Linked DNA regions of Triticum aestivum: region 1 is linked to region 2. The links are chromatin contacts, called in public Hi-C maps. All regions are on one chromosome and are shown on one strand. The core of a region is the stretch at or near the end of the contact, and the rest is flanking DNA. Distances in the headings are between cores, read along the strand shown. Region 1 holds the start of LOC100682474 (protein LHY). Region 2 has its middle 390 kb from the start of LOC123155460.

Region 1 (3,307 bases), core at 692-3,191, 840 kb after region 2:
TAGAAAAAAAGGTAGACTATGGAAGTGCTTTGGTACTCCACTTTACAAGTCTGTCATTTAAAACATTCAGGGAAATATAGTACAAAACAAAACAAGATTGAAGGAGTATGTTTGGCGCTATAAAATGAAGTCTTCTGTTTTTTGCTGAATTCTACAGAAATAAAATCAAGGGGCATGGCTCTTCAGAAACTAACCAATTGTCTTTACAGACTTACTTATTTATTGGTCCAGTACCTCGACATATTTGATGTTGTTCTTAATATATTTTTACGATTCTGACTTAATTGACCATGTAGCAGCTATGATATAGTAACTCCTAAAATCGCATTGACCTCCTTTACCTCCACTAACAGTATGCCTTGGAAGGAGCATCCATGAGTGTGTGTGTGTGTGTGTGTTTTGCGAAAAGCATCCATGAGTTTATCTCCCACAATCTCAAACACGTTATTTAAGGGCAACACAGTATGTCTGCAAACAGATCTATGAGCTCACCAGGAAGCAAAACGGTTAATTAATACTAATAGAAACATTTTTTTTTTGCAACATACCTTAATACGCATATGTTGCTTTAGGGTTCCTGGACTTTCCAAAACTAACACTAGAATTTAAGCCAGACCGAAATTTATCATAGCAAATGTATTGACATAACAACAACCAAAAAAACTATGAATTTTTTATAGCAGACAAAAAATATATTTTCTTCTTAGCACAATTCACCAAAGCATGTATTTTAGTCAAATTACCTCACCTGCTTAGTTAAACTAGATTAAGTTGCTCCCTTTCCAGCATAGCAAATCCAAAATTAACTTAACTCACCTGCTTATAAACTAAATCAAGCTGTTCTCTCCCTGCATAGCAAACTCAGAAGCCTAACTTACACACGTTCTTTCCAAACAACTTCAGAGCACCAACAACACCATATTAGATCAAAGATCTGATAAAAGCACACCTCAAACCCATGACAGCCAAAAGAAAACAGATAAAAAACCCACGCACCAACCATACAGTTTTCTAGCTGCAAGAAGTTGAACCATGGAATCACTATTAATATTATTCCTAATGACCATACTAAAACGGACAGGACTAACTAGAGCAAGAAAAGGGCACAGAAGACGGGCTAGAGCAAGAAAATAATCACTGGACGACACGGTAGACCGGGTGGAAGAAGCCAAACTCAGATGTGCTGCCTTTAAGCAAAGGGTATAAATGATCTGATTCGTAATCCCCCCTCTCCAACAGCAGAGCTCTCAGTGAACAGGTGCAGTTCAACCGCTCAGAAGTCTGAGCTTTTGCACCACGATCATTGGAGGAGAGCAACGCGAAATCAAAAACTGCAACTACAGAGACCGACCAGGCACACACACAAAAAAGCGTGGGCTCATTTGCTGCACAGTTTTCAGTCGACAAACTACCACACCTAAGAGTATATATCAATCGCGTCGCGTCCAGTGGAAGCACAAATTTCTGGAAACTTGTATGGTTCGTAGTTCTAGGTTACCTCGGGCGAGCAGCAAGCTAACCCCGGTCGCCACGTCGCCCGCCCTCCGCGCGGCGGCCTGCACCAAGCCACCCCGTGCACAAAATCAAATCAACAACCCAGCGGTTCATCATGCAAAACGGAATCTCCGCCCCGATCCCTGCCACCCACCTCAAGCGACCGCCGCACCGGGCGCAGCGGCTCCTCTCTCTGCCGCCACCGGCCGATGCTTCCGGACGAAGCTTCCCGGCCAACTCCTCCGCTTTGGGGATCTAGCTAGGCCAGCAGTGGGAGGAACAAGCGTGCGTGCGTGCGTGCGCGCGCGCGCGAGTGACGAAGGAAGGGAAGGGAAGGGTCGAGATGTCGGGTACTCGGGTGCGGGGCTCGCTGTATGCTGCGGGTCGTGGAGGCTACACGGTGGAGGTGTGTTTGTGGCCGGGGGCTGTGGGGGTCGCTCTCGCCGCCGCGAGAAATCTCAGCCACTATCTTTACTTGTGGGTTTCTAGGCCTCCTCCGAGGCTATCTCCGTGCGGCACCCTTGTAAAATCCCTGGAATCGCAAACCACCGCATTTTATGTTGCGTACTACTGGCTTTCTTTCTCACGGGAGAAAAAAAGAAATAAAGGGTCAAGGTTATTCTAGACCTTTCATATGCTTTACAAAATATTAGAACCTAGATGATGCCCCGTGCGGTACATCAGGAATCTTGGTAACAGAAATGCGTAAATAGTTGATAAAAGACTTCTAAAACTAATGAAAAGAAGATGTAATCTGAAAAATAAAAAAACAAAGTATATAAAAACAAATTAAATTACGGTTAAAATAATGTCATTTCTAACAAAACAAAAATGTGAAGGGTCAACTACATACATACGCTGCAATTGCCCAATACATATATTGCTAGTACAAAATCTAATACAAAAAATAACTGTGAATAATTAACATGCATGAATTTATGATATGACTGCGTTGCATGCATAGAGTAATGCAAAATAAAAATGATTTATGACTTGCATGTATGACTTACTTATGTGGCAAGGTTAGAAAAATAGGTATTGTAGCTATTTAGTAATAGAAGATGTACAAGACAACATTGGTTATTTTTAAGGGAAATGTATAGATGCGCTATGTGGGTTTTGTACCCTAGTCATTTGGACGGCATATTGGCCCGGCAACAAACTCTCAACTACTTGGTTTTTATCTAGATGAGAAGAAACTCTTGTATTTGACTAGAAATAGTGCCTGCTATTTTGACAACCACTCTTTTGATTGGTTGTAGCAATATTCACTAATTCGCTCAACTAGTGTACGATTTAATTAGCATTGATCCTATGTGGAACTATTACAAAAATGGCTTTTGCAATTTTGATCTAACTACTAGCATCTAGGATGCCGATTGCGGCCTGGCACACGGTGCTGAAAAAGAGAAAAAAGTGATTTCTAAACCTTGAAGAGTATTATCGAGGACCTAGTTCACAAACGTTCTGTTAGTTTGCACATTGATCAGGATGAGAAGATTATTGTATTCTTCATATGTATGTGGCGAACGGTATGAATTTAGGGCCGGAACTGTATTCTTCATATGTATGTGGCGAACGGTACGTATTTAGGGCCGGAACCAAACAATTCGTGATGCATTTGATGGTGATCGTGCTTGCAGACGAGGTTGAGACTTGGGCCGAGATGACCAACCTAATCTTTTGAAATATACTTTATTATGTATAGTTATAAGGTTGCTCATGCTAAAGGTATGTGACATCCCAGCTTAATAGGAATGATAGATTACTCATATAAAAAAAGGCGCGTCTTCTTTCTTGGGAGCCCATCCGA
Region 2 (3,182 bases), core at 75-2,574:
ATTAGTATAATACTCCCTCCGTTCCTAAATATAAGTCTCTGTAGGGATTTCACTATGGACTACATACGAAGCAAAATGAGTGAATCTACACTCTAAAATGCATCTACATACATCCGTATGTGATTCATAGTGGAATCTCTCCAAAGACTTATATTTAGGAACGGAGGGAGTAATATGTATGTTGACATTGATTACCAAAACACCCGAGGGAGCGAATGTGCTTTCACAAATGTTTGATATGATTCGTCCATGTATGACATAAATCATGTTTAGTTGCAACCATAAAATCAGTGTTGACTCTATCCATGTATAATGTTTGAAGTTTGAGTCAGTACCTTCATGGTTAGCTAATAACTCTTTGTAGTTTGAAGTATGATCGCTATCGTCTAATAGTTCCCTTTCGAAGTATATATACATGTATTTTACCTTCACATATTCTTCAGTTCCTTGATGCTTTTCACCATGGCAAGGATATGTAGGTTGTATGGAGTTCCTTCATTACTTACTTATATGCTTCGGATCAATTGTGGTATCCGATTTTGGATTGAGTCATTGGATTTTGACTGGCGATCGACTGATTTTCCTAGTGCGTCCTGATGGTCAGCTGGGCCGATCAGTTTGCAAGGACCCTGATGCTAAGTGTGATGGGGAGGGAGCATTTTTGCGAAACAAATAGCTTTATAGATTAAGTGGGATTACAATCTTTCGTGATACAATCAACTAGGTTAGGAATGTAGTTGATCCACAGGCAACGTCTTCTGACAGCATTAGATCGTTTTGCACAAAGATGTGCTAATTCATTAGCTTCTCTAGATGTGAATACCAACTGGAATAATTCCGGATTCCCACTAAGATCTTGGATTAAACTGAGAGTAGCAGCAATTTCTGATCGATCAAACACTAAGGAATTCCAAAGGTTAATCACCAGTTGAGCATCGGTCTCAACTAATCATCTCAAAATTCTCTGAATATAAATACTGAGTGAAGGAAACATGACCCTTCAAAATTCAGAAAAAAATCGAGAAGTATTTTTATAAATAGAATAGAAAACTATTTGCAAAATATTTGAAAATCAAATTCAAATCCAATTTGAAGTTATTAAAAAATTGTAATTTATTTTCTTATGAAAAATAGTTCATATTTTTTTTTGTTTTATTCTAAGAATTTTAATATATTTCTTGTCTAGAAAAAATTTTCCTTGATTTTTCTTTTCTGACTTTTACTCTCTGACTTATTAAATAAAACTTCAGCCGCGTCGGGCCAGCGCCAACCGACCGGCCCAGCCGACATTTAGGTCCACGGTCTGCCTTCCCCGCCGAAGCGGTACGCCTGATCCCCTCGCTCGCCTCTGCAGCCACCGACAGGTGGGACCCACCTGTCGGGTTCGTCACCGACCTCCCGCCGGATATAACTTTCCGAAGACCCAAATCACAAGCAAGCTGCACCCCGCCCCTGATTGCATAGGCTTCCATAGCCATTGCACTAGCGGTTGCTCCATACCAGAGTGACTGTGCCCTTGTCAGGTTCCCTTCAATATTGTGGACACCGAAATCTGTGCTGCCCGTATGATCTTGCTCTTAAAAGGCTGCATCGACTTCTATTTGTATGAACTGATCATCAGGGGGCTTCCATTTGTGTCTAGCCTTCATGTGCTTGAGATATCTCTCAGTTCCAATGGCTGCCAAATCAGTGGTCGAAAAGCTGGCTCTCTTCTCCATCTCTTCCCTGCTCCTGTTGAGAGTCTCCTCGTGCACTCCGTCGCCGCCCCTCTCCCTCTCTCTCTCCGGCGGCTCTGCCGTCCGGTGTGAGGATGGGTTAGGTGGTCGGTCTCCCTCTGTTCATAGTAGTCTTAGTTTTAGGTGTAGGTTGTGTCTTGCCTCCGTGGCGTCTGGCGTTATGCCGTACTTGAGCTCCCCATCAACACATCCAGGCAGTGTTTGGTGGTCACCAGTAGCCTCCCAGGTCGGCCATCCATGGTGGATGGAGGCAGATGGGAGTGGATCTGGTGCGAGCTCTCTTTCCCCAATAAGCCTGAGGTCTTCCCTGATCTGGAGGATGGCCCTCTGCTGCTGCTTGCTCTTTCCAGTCACTTTGGTGGTGGATGAGGAGCGGGGGCGTTGCAGATACTTGAAGCCTGCAGATCGAGTTCGTGCATATCAGCAGTCGATTCCATGGTGGAGCGACGGCGCCCTCGATTGGCTGCCGGTCTCCGCTAGTTCGCTGCTTCTTCTGGCCGAATGGCAGCCGACTCCATTCCTCCCGGCGTGCGTGCCTTGTGGGAGGCAGACCCAGCTGTTGTTCGGAGGCTATGGTGTGCAGGTGTTGCGGCCATGGCGATTTCTTCGTGCCAAGTGGTTCGTCCCCGGCGGCGATGAGGTTCAATCCGGGCGGTGGCTGCTAGGGACCCGATCGCGTTTCTTGCTTTCAGTTTGGGGTCCTCCATGTAAAAGTCAGGGGCTTGTTTGTTATGTATTTTACTTTGAAGTCCTTGTAGGAGCTTTGTACTTCTACCGCTTTGTGTTAAATGAAAGCTCGGGGTCGTTCTAGACCCCTCTTCAGTTCAAAAAAAATCAGTGGTCATATCCAGCGATCAGTTAACAGATTGTTGAATTGAGCGCATGCTTTCTCCATGAAGTCTTGTGTTCCTCTTCGACCAAATGGCCCATGAACCACATAATATAACACTTGCAACACTTTCGGTCACTCTGTTTCCTAAAATGATGTCAATCGCCCAAGACTGCGGGTGAAGTTTTATTAAAATACGTTGTCTAGTCCTTTCCGTCAGTTCGGACTTTTGAGAAACTTGACTAGCGCATCTGTTCAATATGGTATCAGAGCCACAAGGTCCAAGGATCAAATGCTGGCCAACGCACTACTTAATATAAAAATAGTTGCGATCTAATCTCGATCCCACATCTAAGGTCTTCCTATACATCCACAGCCTAACGCGCGGGGGAGTGTTGAAATACGTTGTCTAGTCCTTTTCATCAGTTCGGACTTTTGAAAAAAGGGTCAATTACACCACCGGTCTTTAAACTTGGCGAGAAAATCACTTTAGTGCCTAAACTTGCGGCATACATTGAACTAAGTGTTACAACTTGGCTCGAACGTGTAAATACGGTGCAAAACTCGTTTGAATACGCATGAAATGCTGACCAGACGTGACAACGTGGCGTGGGGCC

Evidence for each region. A called contact is a pair of places that touch in the nucleus more often than the background predicts.
Region 1: a contact with region 2 is called in a Hi-C map of leaf, with 5 times the contacts expected there. The contact joins the promoter of LOC100682474 here to the enhancer-like site in region 2. A contact is called at or near these places in 2 of 5 Hi-C or Micro-C datasets (both in leaf).

What each region holds. Positions count from the first base shown.
Region 1 is chr7B:331,541,169-331,544,475 of IWGSC CS RefSeq v2.1, forward strand. It overlaps LOC100682474 (protein LHY), which reads right to left and starts at 1,942. Exons shown (of 12, transcript XM_044578692.1): 1 at 1,649-1,942; 2 at 1,499-1,556.
Region 2 is chr7B:330,704,822-330,708,003 of IWGSC CS RefSeq v2.1, forward strand. No RefSeq gene overlaps it. Among protein-coding and RNA genes, the nearest start is that of LOC123155460, 390 kb to the left of the region's middle. Within about 2 kb of position 1,325, at least 6 of the 8 cell types and tissues checked have an H3K27ac peak or open chromatin away from gene starts, as enhancers often do. A contact at or near this core is called in leaf, where this site is marked.